Linked DNA regions of Rattus norvegicus: region 1 is linked to region 2. Evidence: chromatin contacts called from public Hi-C data. All regions are on one chromosome and are shown on one strand. Each heading gives the region's core, a stretch centred on a gene start, on an enhancer-like site or on the middle of the called end of the contact. The rest is flanking DNA. Distances are from core to core; before and after follow the strand shown. Region 1 overlaps Ppfibp2 (PPFIA binding protein 2). Region 2 holds the start of Ppfibp2 (PPFIA binding protein 2).

Region 1 (3,425 bases), core at 145-2,644, 130 kb after region 2:
GGGCTTTCCCTGAGTCATTCTGGCCAGAAGCTTAGCCCTCTCTGAGCTAGTAGGCCACCCTTTTGTTCTGATTTAGAGCAGCTGGGTGGCAGGTTCTGCCCTGCTCTTTGGCTCCCCACAGTTGGAGTTATTCTTGAGGCTAGGGAACAATTGGGGTCAGGTATTCCTGTCTCCTTCTTGTCCTGCCTTGACGTCCCATTCCTTTCTCCACAGTGAGTCATTCCCTCAGCTTTGTTTCTTGGCTGAAGCAGAGCTCAGAGAGCCCACTCCATTGCACTCTGTTCCTTATTGGTCTGGGCCTTCAATCATCCTTGGGTTAGGGCATGTTCAGTCTGTACCTAAACTCTTCAGAGACCTCTAGATGGCCATGGTCAGGGTCTTTCTGTTGTCCTGGCTTTATACTGGGGAATCGTATGTGATCACTGAACAAAAAACCCTTTTGAGAATCCTTCCCTCTTTGTATTTCTTATGGAAGATGGAACTTGGTGTCTGGTCCTTTGGTTCTCTAAACTTAAAACAAAGCCCAACTATTTTATTGTGTTTGTGTGAGCACATGTGTTAGAGGTCTACTTAAGGTGCTCATTTTTCATCTTATTCCTCACTGAAGGAGGACCTCTGTTGTTGCCCCTGTAGCTGCATTCCTCACTGCAGGCTGGCTGACCTCATCACAGGCTAGTTGACCTCACTGAGGGCTGACCTCATTGAGGGCTTGATGACATCATCACAGGCTAGTTGACCTCACCATGGGCTAGTTGACTTCGCTACTGGCTAGATGGCCTCACTGCAGATTGGCTGACCTCACCATCAGCTAGCTGACCTCATTACAGGCTAGATGACCTCACTGCAGACTAACTGACCTCACTGTGGGCTAGCTGACGTCACCATTGACTAGATTACCTCACTTAGGGCTAGCTGACTTTACTTCAGGCTAGTTGACCTCACTGTTGGCTAGATGACTTCACCATAAGCTAGCTGACCTCACTGCAGGCTAGCTGAACTCACTGTGGACTCGCTGACCTCACTGTGAAGTAGATGACCTTCAAGCTTCTGGGTGATTCTTCTCTCTCTTCCTCATCCCATTATAGGAGTGCTGGGTCTATAAATGTATGCCGTCACATCTGGCTTTTTAATGGGTTCCAGGAATTGAACTTGGGTCATTAGGATTGGATAGTTAGTGCATTTATCTGCAGAGCACTCTCCCCAGCCTACAAATCTCTTAACTGTTTTGACTATTCTTTTCCCATGGTCTAAATCTGACTGAGTATTAGAATAATCCAAGAGGCCTGTTTAAAAGTACTTGAAGTGGATTCATTTTCAGAGGGACTGATTCACAGGGCTAGGGAGGAGCCCATTAGTTGGTGTTGTTTTCATAGTGCCCTGGGTGAGTGTAAAGCAGCTGCCAGTAGATGAGCTGGCACTGGGAAGCTGCTGGGCTGGTTCACATGTCTGATCATGCCTGACCTCTCTGCCTTGCAGGCCATCACAAGCTTAAAGATGTCATGACTTTCATTTCTGGACATTCTGACATGTCTATTCATGGACCAGGTTTCTTTAACACTCTCATTTCTCTCCAGACTTCTCATTTCTAAATTCTTATGTGGAGGCTCTTGCCAATGTGCAGTAAATGAACTGAATTTCAAACGGCTCCTAGGACATGGAAGCATACTGAATTCAGAAATGTACTACACGCTCTTGCTCCTGCTTCCTCTTGCTTTCTCTTGTCCCTTTGTCCCTTCTCTCCCCATTCCCTTCTCCCTCTCTCCAGGTGCTCATGGCCGGCCTCTACTCTTCTATTTCTCTGCTCTCTTTCTCTGCCCTACTACCCTCTTAACTCCCCTCCCCCTGCCCTGAATAAACTCTATTCTGTACTAAAAAAAAAAAAAAAAAAGAAATGTACTACACACCTGACTTTCAGTGAATGAAGCTTCTGAAGCTGTCTTGGTCTTGGCAGTCATCCAGCCCCATTCTGACTTTCCAGTTTTAAGATTGGTTCTGCCTCTCATATTACTCTTCTTCTGGGTCCAATCAAGTGATCTCTTGGTGATGTTGTCTTATTTTCTTTTAATGCTCACACTTGCAATGTGTTCTATATGTTTTTGTTGGGTTTGTAGTGTTAGTGATCTTTATATACTTCTTAGCAAAATAAAATAAACGCTAGTCTTTCTTCTTAAAATCAGCTGGCTTTATTGGGATTTCTTTTTAGCCAGAATCTAGCCATGGTGCTTATTGAATCTAAGTGGTACCTCAAAGGGGATGGTTCTAAGTTCCTATAGACTCTATTATCACTGCTGTAACATGGCTATGCTCATGGCTAAGCCCTTGCAGAGATCTGCCTTGGTCTGGTCTGAGTAAGGGTCTTACTTAACAAAAAGACTTTTGTAACCACAGAAAAACACAAATACGGAGAGATCAGAGAAACTTGGACCATACTCCTCTTGCTTTCCTATCCCTTGGGATCAAGCAAAACTGTGGCTTGTGTTTTTGAAGAGCCTGGGTAGAGGTCAGGACTGTGAATTCAGTGAACCTTTAACTAACATGGGACAAAGGTTACAGGGCTCCTTTTCTGAGAGTAGTTATAGTCATCTCTAGATTTGGGCTTGATCCCTTCTCTATCTCACTGTATGGATAGATCGTTACCTTTCTTCTAGACCAGGAGAAAGGATCTTTGAGTCAACCTAAGTGAAAAGCAATTCTTGAAGAAGGGGTTTATGCACATAAAGATTTCCTAACTGGTTTGAGCTAGAGTATGAGGGTTAATTTGACACCCCTGCCCCCTCTCTCTTTTCAATAGGACAGCTCTTTCCTAGCAGAGCAGAAATACCCCACGTTACCTGGGAAGCTCTCAGGAGCCACACCCAATGGAGAAGCTGCCAAATCTCCTCCTACTGCCTCCCTCCAGCCTGACTCTTCAGGGAGCAGCCAGCCAAAGCTGAGTGAGTATCTAGCCCTTGGGTTGGTGGCCTCAGGAGCAGTGTCCTTAACAGTCACTAAGCTGACAATATATATACTCCAAAGTTGAGAGTATTTTCCTAGCAAATGTGGCCAGCAGCAGATGGTTTGATGTGGTCCAAGAGGTCCTCTTTTGGTGTTCACAGAGTTCTCCTTACTTACCCCAAACTCCTCTACCTGGCTATTCCCCCTGGGCCATGCTTTAGTTCTTGAAACTCAATGCTGCCCTATATTTTCATTGCTCTAGATAAATCCTTAAGTAACTGTGTTCAGTTATACTCAGACTGCTTCAGGTCATTGTAGTATGAGTCCTGGTATCTGCACAGGGACTGGCTCTGCTTTAGAGTGCTCCCCACTCTCATTGCTGATCCTCCTTCTCTGCCTGTGGATATCCAAGCTTGTGAGAAAGTGGCACCAGAATCCTTTGGCCTGATGCCTCCTCTCACCATGCTGACCCTATGGGCCAAGCTTGGTTA
Region 2 (3,689 bases), core at 562-3,061:
TCCAGGGACAATATCTGCTCTATGGGCAGTCATGTTACCTACCTAACTGATAAAGAACATGACCTACTCATAAGGGCATTATCCAAAGCAGTGAGGTCTGTATACATGGTTCCTTTGAAGTCAAGAGAATAATTTGTAGCATGCTGTCTGGCTTCTATCTGGGAAATGTTGGGATTCCATAGTTCTGCAAGACATACCTGTCTCAAACAGTATACCCTTGGTACACAGAATCCCTAGAGGGAGAATATTTCTTTTAGGTGAAATTTGTTCTTTGCTACTTTTCCTAACAGCATGCGGGCCTGGGAACACCTTTCATGTGTGTTTTTCAGTTCCGTTCTGGTTGGATTTAAATGAAGATCAATGGTGTCTCCATGCCCCATAGCAGTGGTTATTATATTGCTACACATTAGAATCACCAGGGGAACGTTAAGAATCTTAATATCCAGGCTATCCTCTCAAATGCCATCAAATCAGACCCTCTGGAGTTGGGAGGAAAACATCCATAATGTTAAAGCCCCTTCCCAAACTGCACATAAGCTTGAGAAAGCCAATTTCATAAAACAGTTTACAAAATAATTGTATAGTTCTGAGAAAATGCTAGCAGTTTCTGGGGGCCTGGGGAAAGAAACTGCCCCTGCATCCCCAGGCTACCGGTGGGATTTGGAACTGCCCACATGTGAACTTATGTGAACTGCGCAGGCTCTGTCTCCAAAAGCCTCTCTGCCGCTATTTTAAGGAAGTGAAAGAACCGAAGGGCGTCCTGCTGTGACACATGTCTCCCTGGGCCCCAGTCTTCCTCTACTGGCTTGCCTTTACTCTGCTGCTAGTCATGTCCCCGCAGTGCTCACACACCTGTTTTTTACAGTGTTTATGTTCTGTTCATGTGTGTAAGCCTCTAGCCATACCAGTAATTTTAGACTAATTAAAAAAAAAAAAGATGTGTCCTGTAGTGTCTGTCAACACTCCAGGTGCAAGCAACTGGAGTCCAGCTTAGTAGTGACTCCTGCCAGAGTCCCTGTGTTTCTGCCATCTGAGGCACTGGAGATTTTAAGCAGATAAGCTGAGCAACCGGTCCTTGGAGGCCCGGGTAGGGCAAGCATCTGTGATAAAACCGAAGGCCTTATGCACGCTCGAGGTAGGTGCTAGGACTTGGTCTCCAGGTTTTTTGTTTGTTTGTTTTTGTTTTTGTTTTGTTTTGTTTTGTTTTGCATTTATACCTGACCTTGCAGGGCACAGATAGTGTTCTGTCTTTAGTTATTCACAAGACTGAACACCAGAGCTTTAACCACTAGAGGGACCTCCAGGAAGGTCGGGGGAGGGGTGGGGGAGGTGCAGGTTGAGCTTAGACAGACCTAAGGTTGACACTGGGGGTGGTCTGGGAATGATGCAGCTTTTAATCTCAATGGGATCACACAAGGCCCGGTGCGTGTGCGTGTGCGTGTGTGCGTCGCGCGCTCCTCTCAGCAATTCTTTGCACGCTTTCCTCGTTCTGCTGACTGATTACAAAAGCTCTGGAGACCTGAGCACAGTGGGACACAAGGAAAGTGCCTAGGGGCCTTTCTGAGGCCAGAAGGGTGCTAAGAGTACGAGGTGCAACCAGTGGGTTGGACCCAGAGAGGGGCGTGGTCTTTCGGGAGGGGTGGGGTTTGAGCCAGCACGCGAGTACTGTCTGGGGGCGGAGCTAACCAGGCAAGTCCCTGTGGAACTGGAACTGTGGCTCTTGGGTGCTCGCTGGCCACCGCGGTGCGCGAGAAGGAGGAGGGGTGGCAAAGGGGCGGTCCTAGGGGAAGGCCCCAGCAGCTAGAGAGCCACACTCCCGGACGAGCCTCTCTGGGGTCCCCGCCCCCGTCACGTGGGTGCCGGACCCGGTTGGTGCTGGCGGGTCAGCCACTTAGTTGGCAGTTGGTTCTTGGGCCGGTGGCCTGTCACTTGGTTCTCGGCTCTTATGTTGGAAAGAGTAAGGGGCACACCGGAGCGACCTGCATACCTGAGCCTCCGAGAGAGAAGCTGCGCTCTTCCTCCAGGTTAGTGGGCTCTTCCTGCCTCGCATCACCGCTATCCCGGGAACTGAGTACCCCCAGATCCAAGGACTACCTGGGGGTCCGTGGTCCTTTAGACCTCCGAACGTTTTAAGACTTGGGTACCCACTTATTTATCTGGGAAACTGAGAAAACGGAGTAACTCCCGTGGATTTGCTTGAGTTCTCTCCCCGACCCTGCTCCGGATTTGCCACCAGCCCCGCTCTTCTACAGGTGGCAGAGTGGGATACTGGGGTGTTCCGATATTTCAGAGTTTCGGGCGATTTTGTCCCAGCCTTGTGTCTCGTGAAAGTAGCAGCGGCGTCAACCGGGAGAGCCCAAGGTGGGTTCCAGAGCCCAAGGTGGGTTCCATAGACCCATGGTCTGGAGCGCCTTGGCCAGGAACAGTTCTGTGCACTAACTGCTAAATGCAACACGCTTCCCAAAGGCTCCAGGCAGGATTAGGGTGTGGGGATGCTTCTGTTTTTAAAAGTGGGTCCTCCTCCTTTCTCCCTTCCTCCCTCCATTCGGACACCAGACCCATACTTTTCCCTCCTATTAAAATAAGGTTGTTATGTTTAAAAAGCAGAACTTCCAAGGTTCCGGTAGGATTCAAATAGGCATTCAGTTCTTTCTTTTAGAGCATTGAGATATTTGATATAGATTACTCTTCCTCTTTATATTTTGTTTTTATTCCTGGTTGTCTTCGTTTCTCTTGGTCCTTAACTGATTATACTGTAGATTGTAGTGCTTATAAGATGACCGTGTATTTTAAGTTAAATGCTCAACTACAGGAAGGAAGTCAACCACAGACCTAATTAATCTTCAGTCTTAGATTACTATTGGCATATTAAAATGTTATCCGATTAGAAATTATTTCTTTCTTCACCAGCCCATTTGTATGCGTATTTAAGTGACTTTAAAGTGGACTATCGTTAAGTCTTTTGTTGTTATTTTCACTTGGGATTTTATTTAAGGCTGATGGTGATGGGGACTGGTGATCTAATTTAGATCCTTGCGAATGCTAGGCAAGTGCTCTACCGCTGAGCAACAACACTCTGCCCTCACATAGAATATTAGTGGTATTACTTTGAGACTCCATGATGTGTCAATTTTAGTTTATTGTTACCGATGTCTGTGTTTTGATAACTAAGGCAGATGTGCGAAGCAGGTGAATAACATAAGAGATACATGTAAGAGGTAAAGGTAGCTGAAGGTTGGAACAAACTTACAGAAATTCTAGTTTTCTTGTTTTTTTTTTTTTTTTTCCCCACCAAAATAAGGAAAATCTGGGAAAGCTTTAAAACGGTCTATATGAGGGATCTCACAAGAAGATGTTAGGGGAGAACCTGGGCCATGGAGAGGTCTATAAGGCAAACTCAGTCAATCACTAAGAAATGGCTACTGGTCCTTCTTGGTTCCTGGCCTGACTAGTAGATAAAGCAAAATAACAACAACAAAAAATAAATAAAGCCAATGGTCCCAGATGGCCCAAGGCCAGGGACATCCATGTATGAGAGAGATATTGAGCAGAGACTGACTTGTGGTCAACTGAGGTTATCAAAGTTAGAGTCCTTGAACTTTGACCTTTCCAACCCCCAGCCTGACAGAAATCTAGTAAACATTTGTGGAGAGAAGGGTCAGCTGACATTTTAGAGCAGTGTGCTTCAG

The links. Hi-C and Micro-C count contacts between places; a contact is called where the count stands out from the background.
Region 1: a contact with region 2 is called in a Hi-C map of liver, with 2.3 times the contacts expected there. The contact joins the enhancer-like site here to the promoter of Ppfibp2 in region 2. A contact is called at or near these places in 2 of 12 Hi-C or Micro-C datasets (liver and prefrontal cortex).

The regions. Positions count from the first base shown.
Region 1 is chr1:171,044,992-171,048,416 of GRCr8, forward strand. It overlaps Ppfibp2 (PPFIA binding protein 2), which reads left to right. Exons shown (of 24, transcript NM_001100582.1): 15 at 2,792-2,933. Among named protein-coding and RNA genes, the nearest start is that of Cyb5r2, 29 kb to the right of the region's middle. Within about 2 kb of position 1,395, at least 15 of the 93 cell types and tissues checked have an H3K27ac peak or open chromatin away from gene starts, as enhancers often do. A contact at or near this core is called in liver, where this site is marked.
Region 2 is chr1:170,914,838-170,918,526 of GRCr8, forward strand. Ppfibp2 (PPFIA binding protein 2) reads left to right here and starts at 1,812. Exons shown (of 24, transcript NM_001100582.1): 1 at 1,812-2,024.